Regions from separate parts of the Ovis aries genome. Here region 1 is linked to region 2. Evidence: chromatin contacts called from public Hi-C data. All regions are on one chromosome and are shown on one strand. The core of a region is the stretch at or near the end of the contact, and the rest is flanking DNA. Distances in the headings are between cores, read along the strand shown. Region 1 has its middle 14 kb from the start of PSMD7. Region 2 overlaps WWP2 (WW domain containing E3 ubiquitin protein ligase 2).

Region 1 (6,043 bases), core at 3,280-5,779, 120 kb before region 2:
TGCTACAACATGCTGATGACTTCATGTGCCCCTGTCACAGGAAATAGGAAGGATATCTGGGACATGCTGGAAAAGCAGAGAAGCATCTGAATTATGTGACCCACAAGAGAAGATCTCTACAACTTCCCTAAGCAAATTCATTCCAGATTATACATAATACAGGAAAGTGCTGGTTTCCATATCTATGCCTTTCAACTCTTGGCATTTCTCTTTTGCTGGGAAACCACACCGAATTCATATCTTTCAAAAAAATAAAAAATAACAAGAAAACACCAGTGGCTATTCTTGTTGGAGGAGTGGGTAGAAAATGACTCCAGAAGTAGGGAAATGAAGTAGAAAAAGAAAATAGAGGAAACCGTGTTAGTGTGTTTCCAAGGCCTAAGTCAAGAGCAAGCTTCCTCCAAGCGTCCCTCTTTGGAGCCAATCTGTACTTCAACACTAGATGGCACCATTGACTAATATCATCTCAGCAAGTGACACACTGGTTCACATTCCAGTTCATCATGGAATTGGGAACCTTCCCCAAAGTTGCTTCCCACCACTTCTGCTTTTGGCTGCAACCATCTAGGCTAGGCTTTGAAGGAATCTAGAGAGCATCTTGCTGCAAAAAATTGGGTCAAGTTGCCACAGCTTCACCCCTGCTGTATGTACTCTATGATAAATAGATAAAGTTTTCTCTGCCCTTCAGATAGTTCATGCTTTGATTTTCCTCACTACTGATACCACTCCTGGTTTCTTTAAGGACCATATCCAGTGAAGGGCTGGTAAATGTATAACAACCAGGTCTCTAAAAAAGAGGAGGAAGGGTATTGATTTGTGGCCTTTGCCAATTTCCCTGGTGTAAATACTCCCAACACAGCTGATTTCAAGGCCAACATGAATTGGGAAAAGATGCATATAGCACAGCATAACATAGTATTACCCAAATATGGATACAATAGATAAAAATAACCTGAAGAAAACAGATGATAATAAACTGTAGTAAAATCATTTAGCTACAGTGCATAGGGAGCATTTATTACCCCTTTTCAGATATCATTTATTTCTTTGTAAATTTATACAATTTACCTACTGCATTAGAATCTCTGGGAATCTGTTTTTAAGAAATTGGTAGTTTCTGCATATATGCAAGTTAGACAACCTTTATTTAATGTAGATAAAACTACTAACTTTTTTGCCTTACCATCAGCACTCTGTGGATCAGTCCTTTCCCAACTTAAGATCTCTTCTCATACATATGTGTCTATTACGACCCACAAAGCGTCGTCCTTCTCTGCAACATAGCACCAGTATCTACCTCTATCTGTATGCTACAGCTAGCGTCTGATCAGTGATAATCTGGCTTAACTTTTAACCAAAATACCCAATCAACAGCCTCAGTTCATCTATTATCCCCTCTGCTTCATTTTCAACCCTGGCTTTATCCCCTCAGCAGATAAGACTCTGGGACTGTATCCTGTACTTGAAAGTTGCTAAGAGAGTCGAACTTAAAAGTTCTCACCACAACGCAGACTTAAATGGTCGCAACAACAACAAAATGGGAACTCCGTGAGGTGATGGGTGTGTCAGTGAACCTCACTGTGGCAATCACTTTACGACATGTACATGAATCACCACATTGTACACCTTAAACTAACACATTATGTCAATTATATCTCAATAAAGCTGGGGGAAAAATATACTTAACCTGGGGCTTCCCTGTACCTCAAGGCAGACACTGGCACCTCAGGGATCTGTGCCCTTGTTCAAGAGTAGGGATGGGCTAAAAGCCAGAGTTGAATGTATGAGCTACTCCTCCCCTACCCCATATGCCCCATATTTTAACCAACATGAACCAATCCCAAGAGGCAAATAACCATGACTATAAAACCCAAAGTTCAAGGATGAAATGCATTCCATCCCAGGAGAAAAGAGTGCTTCTACACCCACAACTCACCAAGGCCCAGATGTTCGTGAGGGAGGCGTCACTGAGGCGGGAGACGTGCCCCTGAACCAACCCCAGTGGGAGTCCTGAACAGCAGAGCCTGTCCTCCAGACGCATTCACTGCTGTACTGGCATCGTCTACCTACTGCTCACCCTGTGATTATACAGAGAACGAACCCAAAATTGTCCTTGAGTGTCTGGACAAGACTCGTGCCGACTCTTGCCCAAATAATAACAAATGACAACCCCAAAACAGAGCACCATTGCAGGCTCGGCCAGACCCAAGGCCTCTGAGGCCATCAGTACCACCCGGGCAGTGATTTCAGGCCATGGGCTCAGGGTGGGGATTGAAAGGACTCCCACTCCCAAGTACTTTCTTTCCCCAAGAAAAGGAAGGAGAGTGATGCTGGTACCTTTCTGCCTTTATCCCTAGTTGGTGTGATTGTTTTTGAACTACATGCCAAGGCTCTCATTATTAAAAATCATGACCACGGACTTCCCTGGTCCAGGGATTGGGACTCCCCACTGCCACTGTAAGGGGCACACGTTCAATCCCTGGTTAGGGAACTAAGATCCACACATGCTGTGCAGTGCAGCCAAAAAAAAAAAAAGACAAAAAATCATTGCCACATTCAGGACCTGGTACATATAAGACATGCTAATCCAAGACCATTTCACCTGAGCTAGGATAGTGTGTTAGTTATCTACTGCTGCATAACAAATTACCATAAACTTAAACTGCTGAAAATAATATACATTAGTTCTCACAGTTTCTGTCAGGAGCCCAGGCACAGCCTAGCTGGGTCCGCTGCTCACCGACACTCACAGGTGGCAATCAAGGTGTCAGCCGTGCTGCTGCTGTCTCAAGGTTCAGGAGTACGTGGCTGCTGGCAGGATTTAGTTCCTCACAGGCTGTCGGACGAGGGCCTCGGTTCCTCGTTGGCTACTGACACGAAGAGGCCCTCGGTCCCTTGCCATGTGGGCCTCACCACCTTGGCAGTTTGCTTCATCCGAGTACACAAGCCAAGGGAATTCCCTGGGGGTCCAGTGGCTAAGACTCCACACTCCCAATGCAGGGGGCCTGGGATCAATCCCTGGTTGGGGAAATACATGCCACATGCCGCAACTAAAGATCCTGCACGCTGCAGCAAAAATCGAAGACACTGTGTCGCAACTAAGACCCGGCATAGTCAAATAAGTACATACATACATACCTTTTTTTTTCTTTTTAAAGAAAAGTACACAAGCCAAGAAGGCAATAGAGGCAGTAAGCAAGAAGCAGGTCCCAATCTTTGGTAATTTAATCACAGAAGAGAGAGCCCATCGCCTTTGCAACATTCTGTTTGTTAGAAGCCAAGTGTCTAGACCACTCCCACTCAAGGAAAAGGAATGATACCACAAGGTGTGCATATCAGGAGGGTCATGGGGGGGCACTTAAGAAGCCTGTCCCCTACAGATAAAAATAAGAATTCACCAGGATAGTCCACAATCAACTATATAGGGTTTTCATTTTAAATTTCAGTGCCTAGTTTGGGAATGCATGTAAGAATTAAAGATTTTTTTAAAAAAATAAAAATAAATAAATAAATAAATTTCAGTGCCTAATGAAAACCTTAGAATAAAGATGCTAATAGAAAATGCAGAAGCAAAACATCCCTCTTGTTTATAAGCAGGACTACCTATTGCCCCCAGTGGCTTTGGAGATGACAAACCAAAACAATATAAAACCCCTAGAGTTAGGAACCAAGTTGATGCTCTTAAGAGATAAGGTGCAAAATGATGGCGAATTAGCAAAAATCCGTTCTGTTTTTAGAGATGCTGGTGAACCTAGAGTCTGTCATAACAGAGTGAAGTAAAGTCAGAAAGAGAAAAACAAGTATCATATATTAACGCATATATATGAAATCTAGAAAAATGGTACTGATGAACCTATCACATGCAGGACAGAAACAGACACACAGACTTGTGGACTCAGCAGGGAGAGGGCAGGGTGGGACAAACTGAGAGAGAGGCACTGACATACACACTATCGTGTGTAAAACAGCTAGCTGGCAGGAAGCTGCTGTGTAACAGGGAGCTCAGCTCGGCGCTCTACGATGACCTGGAAGAGCAGGATCGGGGAGAGGCTCAGAAGGGAACGGATATGTGTATGCATAGAGCAGACCCACACTGTTGTACAGCAGAAACGAACATGACATTGTAACAATGTCCTCCAATTAACAACAATCTTCCAATTAGAAAAATAAACAGGAAAAAAGTTCTGACATCATATATATATTAATATTTATTTATCCTTCTTCCCTCCCGAGACTGTACTGAAACGAGTGTGAATGAATGTCAAAGATCTCCTATTTCCCCCTTGCCAACTGACCCAATTTGAGAGGCAGCAAATGAGAGGTGGTTTTCGACACATTTCTGGAAGGAGGAAATTAGGAGTAGAGACCAAGCAGCAGGAGCCCCAGCCTAGAGTTCACACGGCAGGAGCTAAGCCAACAAGGGTTCTGAGCTGGGAAAGGTTCAGGCTTAAGATCGGAGTTAGTGCCACGGGGGTAAACACAGCAGCTTAGTGGAAAGTCAATATAACAGAACAGCCAAGCCCTCGTGGGGACCTCTTTGCACAGCTGCAAGCTGCCCGCAGGCAGACCTATCAAAGGAGAGGAAGTTAACTGAGACAGCAGATGAGGCGCCTCTTCTCCCTCTCCAGCCTCGCTGAGACAACTATGAAGAACACTTTATGAAAAGTCTTAATCCACAAGGACAGAGAGAACATTAAGAGGATTCAGCAATGGACAAGGTCGTTTAACAAAGAGTTTGGACCTGGAGGAGTGTAACTAACCAGGGAGAAATCTTAACCTCAGACACAGGGAGATGCAGAAAGGAAATGAGCGAGTCCTCAAAGACTGAGTACTTGGGGGCAGCAGGAAGGCAGGAAGTTGAAAACTGGGGTATGTAAAAGATTCTACACAGAAGAGTGGGTCCCCACCCCCGAAGCCCTGTACAGTTTGGCTCCCTCCACTCTGCTGGCTGCAAGGATTCGAGCCAGAGCAGAAGGCCAGGGGGAACGAAAAGGTCAGTGGTCAGGACTCCGAGAACCCTGGCTCCTTCCTGCTTCTTACTCCCAGGAAGCCTATAGGCAGGCCACCTGACTCGGGGATAGTCTCCTGCTCAGGTGAGGTGCAGAGGACTCATCTCTGGAGAAACTGATCACCCCCCAGAAAACAATGACACTTAAGGCTCCATGAGAGTCCACTAGCCACCTACTGCCCTTACAGCAAAGACCTTCAGGCAAGAGACCACTCAGGACAGTCTTTCTCAGAAGTGCGGAGCCAAGATTTCTCAGTAGGGAGTTGTTTTCCCTCCTCCTCCGTCCGCACTCATTCTTCCCTGTCGGATGGTTTGCAGCTGCCATGTCCTGTCTTGCTGTCCGTGCATTCTGCAGCCTGGTCTTGAATGGCAGTTTGGGGCCCTAGCCTAGAGTAACCTGGGAATGTCACAGATCCAGGCCACAACCAGTGGGATGGTTTGGCTTAAGGGGTTTGCCTCCTTGGGCCTCCATCTTTCTCAAAGCCATATCAGGTACACAACTGGTGCCCACCCCCCATCTATTCTGGAGCATAATTAGACCCTTTACTCCACAGCAGCTGAACTCTCAGCAACCACTGCCAGGCTCTAGGTGCAGGAGACCCAAACGGTTCCATCTTGCCCAACATTCTGCATCTTTGTTTTATTTATAACCCATGAACTTGTTTATCTTGTTTCTGAGCCAGCCTTTTCTCTCTTTTTTATATTTTTCTTTTTTTTTTTTTTTAATGGTTGTGAAGCCAAGAAGCTGATCAAGTCATGAGTTCATGGTACCATTTTGATGGAACCCCCACATTTCGGTTTCTAGTACTATTTTATACCAAAAAGAACCAGGGCTCAGTGGAGGAGTTGGTTCTGTGTTTGGGCAAGAGAACTAGAGTTGGGATTTGATGTCATGGAGACCATCAAGGCCATCTGGAGAGGTGACAAGAGAATCAAGGTGAAGGGGCCAAAACTGTGACAGAATCAAAAAGAAAACAATGATCACTGTCACCGGGACCGACTGAGTTGGAGCGAGGCCCTGAGTCCAGGATGATG
Region 2 (5,543 bases), core at 1,665-4,164:
GCTCTTTCAAAATCAAGAGAGAAAAATGCAGTATAAATAAATTTAAAATGCAGTATAAATAATATAAATACAGTATAAGTAAATTTCAGTTCAAAACTGAGCAAAGGACATTAATAAGGCAACAAACACACTTTTAAAAAACATTCTGTCTCCTGGAGTAAATCATAGCCTTAAAAAAAGTGGAGTGGAGGAGAGGGACTTCGAAAACATAACAGCCAAAAGGAGGGAGGGGACCTTGCCCAAACCCAGGTTCAGGGAAACCAACTGTAAAACAATACCTTGAGATAAATGGTGAAATCAAATATGAACTGGGTATTAGTTGAAAATGAGGAATTCATGTAAATATTGCCAGATGTGACAATAGTACTTTTGTAAAAAGAAAAAAAGTAACTGTGTTTAAAATAAAAAAGTCCTTTTTTAATGAGATGCATGCTGAAGAATCTAGGATAAAAGCTTGAAACATCTGTAATTTACTTTAAAATACTGAAGCCAAGGCTAATTTGGTGGTCCAGTGTTTAAGATTCCACCTTGTAAGGGAGGGGACATCGGTTCAATCCCTGGTCCAGGAAGATCCCACGTGCCAAGGAGCAACTAAATCCATGTTCCACAACTACCCAAGCCACTGCCATGGGAAGCCCACACGCTGCAGCCAGACAGGAGCCACCGCTCATGGCAGCTAGAGCCCCCCACAGCCACAAAGAGCAGGCACAGCCAAAAACGAAATACATACGAAATGAAGTAATAATAATAAAATAAACAAATAATAAAATACTGCAGCCAAAAATAAACAGATGAAGCAAATCTGGCATAATGTTAATTACCAAACACACACACACACATATTTTTTCTTCTTACAAACAAATCTAATAAATGCCAAAGTACAATAGAAACCAGCCACATCGGCAAAAACTGATGGCAGGATAAATGGGGAGAACTTCTCTGGAGAGTAATCCTGCAATATGTGTCCAAAGCCTTGAAAAATGTTTAAACCCAGCAAGTCAGTGTTCAGTAATTTAACAAACTGGTACAAAAATCTGTAAACTTGTAAGAGCACCATCACAGCATTATCTGTGACTGTGAAAATTATCTGTGACCACTGAAAATTACTCACGTGTTTAACCCTAAATTTTCACACAGTCATCTGACAGACGACTACCAGACAGACATCAAAAACTGACTTCTGAAGAACAATTAAAGTTATGTTGATATATCTTATGGAACTGCAATGACAGAAAACAGTACGGTAGTTCCTCAAAAAATTAAGAGATTTACCACATGATCCAGCTATTCTACTTCTGAATATATTTCCAAAAGAACTGAAAGCATAGACTTGAAGAGATATTTGCACACCCATGTTCACAACAGCATTGTTCACTGTAGGAAAGAAAGTAGCAATTCAAGTGTCCTTTAATGGATGGATGGATCAACAAAGTGTGGTGTATCCATACAATGGAATATTATTCAACATTAAAAAGGTGATTCCCGGGAAATACCTGGTGGTCCAGTGGTTAGGACTCTGTGCTTTCCCTGCTGAGGGCACAGGTTCAGTCCTTGGCTGGGGAGCTAAGATCCTGCAAGTCACACAGCTTGACCAAGATAAAATAAAATACATTTTTTAAAAAGAGAAAAAAGGTGATTCTGATACATGCCACGTGAATGAGCCTTAAGGACATTATGCTGAGTGAAAGAAGAAAGCCACAGAAGCGCATGATTCCACTTATAGGCAATATCTAGATTCAAAGAGACAGAGAGCAGAATGGTGAGGTTGAGGGAAGCAAGGAAGTTGCTGTTTAATGGGGACAGAGTTCAAGTCTGGCAAGATGAAAAAGCTCTGGAGATGGATGGAGGTGATAGCTACAGAATCACGTGAACGAAATTAATAACACTCAACTATACATTTTTAAATGGTTAAGAAGATGAGTTTTATGTTATGTGTTTTTTATCACAATTAAAATAAAAATATATTAACACATTCTAATGTTTCTTTTTTTTTATAGCCATGCTGCTCAGCATGAGGATCTTAGTTCCCTGGCCAGGGATTGAACCCATGCCTCCTACTTAAGACTTTGCTACAGTGGAAGCAGAGTCTTAAGCACTGAACCATCAAGGAAGTCTCTATATTAATAAACTTTGAAGAAAAAGAAAGCATATTGCAAAATAATATGATCATGTATGATCTCAATTTTGTTTCACTGACTTCTTAAATATTAAGACACTGCATACAGGAAAAAAAAACACCTCACAATGGTATATATCAAAAAGTTAATAGTAATTATCACCAGGTACTGTGCTTCCAGGAGAATTTATTTTCTTTGTGTGTCTGTGCTTTGGTGTAAGTCCCAATTTTTCTACAATTACCTTTGCCATTGAAAGCAAAAGTACGCCAACTGGACACGAGGAAAAGGAGAGAAAAGCACACGCATGTCGGTTGATGATCCTAACAAGAGAATGCCCAGAAGTATATTTCCAAATGACACAGTAAACATAATTACCCTTGAGAATCAAACTATAAAAGGTAGACTAGCATGTGGGAAAATAAAGACCAACTCAGAAGACAGAGCAGGGGGTAGTTCCCTGTAGAATTAGAACAGAGGCAGGCCCTGATTTCAGATGATTCCCAGGTCCACAGTGGATGCATGTCACTGCGTGCCCAGCAGAAAGGAAGAGACTAGGGGAGCCTCGAACAGCACTCACCAGGCCCATCAGAAAGGACAGGCTCAAAAAGGCGAGACCCTTGAATCTCAGCGCTCCCCAGCCCCACCTCTCTCTCAAGCGACATCCATGTTCAGAAAATATTTGCTAGACAGCAGACATCAAGAGAAGAAGGAGGCTTTCTTTCTGTGGCATTCCCTCACCACATCTGGTGCTGCTCTGAATAGAGGCTTTATGAGGGAGGGTCCAGATGCCCCAACCACAAGCTACTCCACTGACCACAAACAGCAATAAACAGACGTTAGGATTTAGATCTCTGTGTAGCAGAGACACGTTGAATAATCATGATGGAGCTTCCATCACATTCCAATATACAGGAAATGTTTATCAAGTGCCTGCACAGGGCGCCGTTTGTAACACCATCCCATGCAGACACTCACGGCACACGTGCACACACACACACATGCGCAGAGCTCCTTTGTTCTGTTTGAGGGATCAGACTGGGAAAATAATGATTTAGGCTGGAAGCATTCAACAGTCTGATTCTACACATCACCCATCAGGAAAAGAGGGGCAGGGGCAGAAGGAGAGTACACATATCCCTGAGGAAAGATCAAGAGGGAAATGTCACTGCATCCCAACACGAAGGGCCCTGGACCAAGAGGGCTGAGTCCCGCAGTAGAGGCAGAGGGCAGCCCTCAGCTTTCTTAGAACTCCAGGGATCCCACGCACAGGGAGCAGAGTCACTGCGGCCCCTGGCCCGGGAGGAAACGGGTCAACCAGGTTTATCCGCCACCTGAGAGAGATCCCCGCCTTCATATCCCTTCCCCACACCCACAGATGAATCACGTCAGCCACCCCTGCACCATACATACTTTTGCCCCCATTGTTCTTCAGGACATTGGAGAGGTTGACGGAGGCGGTGCCTAGCAGTTCATTTCTCAAGGTGTGGCAGCTCCAGACCTTCAGGTCTAAATGACTCTGGGCTGTGACATTCCTAGAAAACAAATACTTGATTCATCACAACCAAGCAGGCCAGTCATTCCTGTAACTGAGAAGAAGGCAGAGAAATTTACTGCTGTCTTCTTGGAGACCAGAGGGGAGACCCCAAAGAGGAAGACAGTCACAGACACCCTTCCCCACCCCACCCCCACCCGAGCTGACCCTGGAACCATCTAGCAAACAATGACTGCTCTGTGAGCTCCACGGTGTAAAAACACCTGAAGAGAAGGCACCTCAGGTACCCAAGGCAGGGGACTAGAGGCTGATACACCACACCTGGATCTCCCACCACCCACTTCTCGACCTCCCCCAGGGGAGCTGCCTTCGGAGAGACGGGGTTTTCTCTTACAAAATGATGATCTCGTTCCAGAGAAGCTCAGAGCTCCCAATTCGCTTTCCAGTCTTCTTGGTCTCGCTGGGGAGTCCATCCACAGCCACTTCCACAAACGAGTTAATTCGAGGTTGACGACTATGCACCTTGGGCTTTGCTGACACCACTGGCCGGGAAAGACAGAAAAAGTCAAGGATGAGTCAGAGGGCTCCCAGCTGCCCCCCTGTGGCACAAGTTCTACCTCTTTTTGTTGTTTCCTTTAAAAGGAAATTTTGCTTTTTCCTCATTCTAAAAAGACTTTTTTAAAATGTGAGGATATAAAAATATATATATAGCACAAGAAAAGAAGATAAGAAAAAAAATCACTCCTAACCTGAAAACACTGGGATGATTATCATTAAGTCATACCAGACTTTTTCTGCTATCTGGTGAATACAGACTTTTTCTAGACTTTCATCTCTTACATCCCTAATTCCTTAAAAATCCTCTCCCCAAAAAATTCATTTCAAAAGTTATAACCTAAGCCCGTTTATAAGGATATGCCATAATTTAGTAAACTATTCTTCCATAGTTGAATAAATTGCCTCCAACTTTTGGCTCAGGAAAAATGACTACAAATGTATAAAGTATCTGCATGTATGTCCGAGTATTCTTTTAAAGGATATGAACATTTTCTAAAGTTCCTAAAACCACTCAATTCCTTTCTAAACCCATATAGATACCCATCAGCACTATAGGAACATATCCATTCTACCACTGCATAGCACTGAGTACTATGTTTTTTTTCACTCTCAGCAAATCATGTAGGTGAAGCAAAAAAATAAACTAAAAAAGAAATAGCATAAAGATAACAGCTAAGAGTTAATGCGCACTTATCACAGATACTATGCTGTGCACACATTATCTCACTGAATCCTTACAGTGAGGCAGGAAATAACATCATCACTGCATTTCACCCACGAGGAAACAGGCTTGGGGAAGCTGGGTCACTGCCCCAGGCTACACATCCAGGAGCTTCGAGCCAGGATGTGCCTCTGGCTGCCTGACTCCACATCATGCCCGAACAGACTCTGCTTATTTGTTCTTATTTGTTTCTTCAGTCGCTAACCGGATTGAATATTTTTCCCATGTACTTGTTAACCATCTGCATCTGATGCTCACATGGTACCTACCAGCTAGCCAGGGACTCAGTACCACCTAAGCAAGCATGTGTCCAGGGCTGGATGCTAGACAAGCTCCTTTTATACTATGTATCAGCCACAGTGGAAACTCCAGGTCACTAGGACAAAACCCATCTACATGGCTTCTATCCTATGCCCCAAATCAGAAGATATAACTGACAGTCCTCACCGGTGATGACAAGACTGCCTGAGCTCCCACCAAAAGTTAGCATACTTCTCCCTCCCAGATCCTTCTGAGGGGTGACAATCCTATAAGGGTCCACAACCTGGGACAGGGCAAAGCCACCTCTGATTCTCTTCTAGCAATCCTTTTCTTCTCCAGGCCCCAAAAAAACAGGAGAGAGAAATCAAGGAACAACAGCAACAAAGCTGTGGTG

The links. A called contact is a pair of places that touch in the nucleus more often than the background predicts.
Region 1: a Hi-C map of omental adipose tissue shows a contact between it and region 2, with 4 times the contacts expected there. The contact joins two enhancer-like sites. A contact is called at or near these places in 13 of 16 Hi-C or Micro-C datasets (blood, hypothalamus, liver and 7 more).

The regions. Positions count from the first base shown.
Region 1 is chr14:36,527,522-36,533,564 of ARS-UI_Ramb_v3.0, reverse strand. No RefSeq gene overlaps it. Among named protein-coding and RNA genes, the nearest start is that of PSMD7, 14 kb to the left of the region's middle. Within about 2 kb of position 4,529, at least 11 of the 54 cell types and tissues checked have an H3K27ac peak or open chromatin away from gene starts, as enhancers often do.
Region 2 is chr14:36,406,307-36,411,849 of ARS-UI_Ramb_v3.0, reverse strand. WWP2 (WW domain containing E3 ubiquitin protein ligase 2) reads right to left here. Exons shown (of 24, transcript XM_060398453.1): 3 at 4,004-4,151; 4 at 3,528-3,649. Among named protein-coding and RNA genes, the nearest start is that of WWP2, 29 kb to the right of the region's middle. Within about 2 kb of position 2,914, at least 19 of the 54 cell types and tissues checked have an H3K27ac peak or open chromatin away from gene starts, as enhancers often do.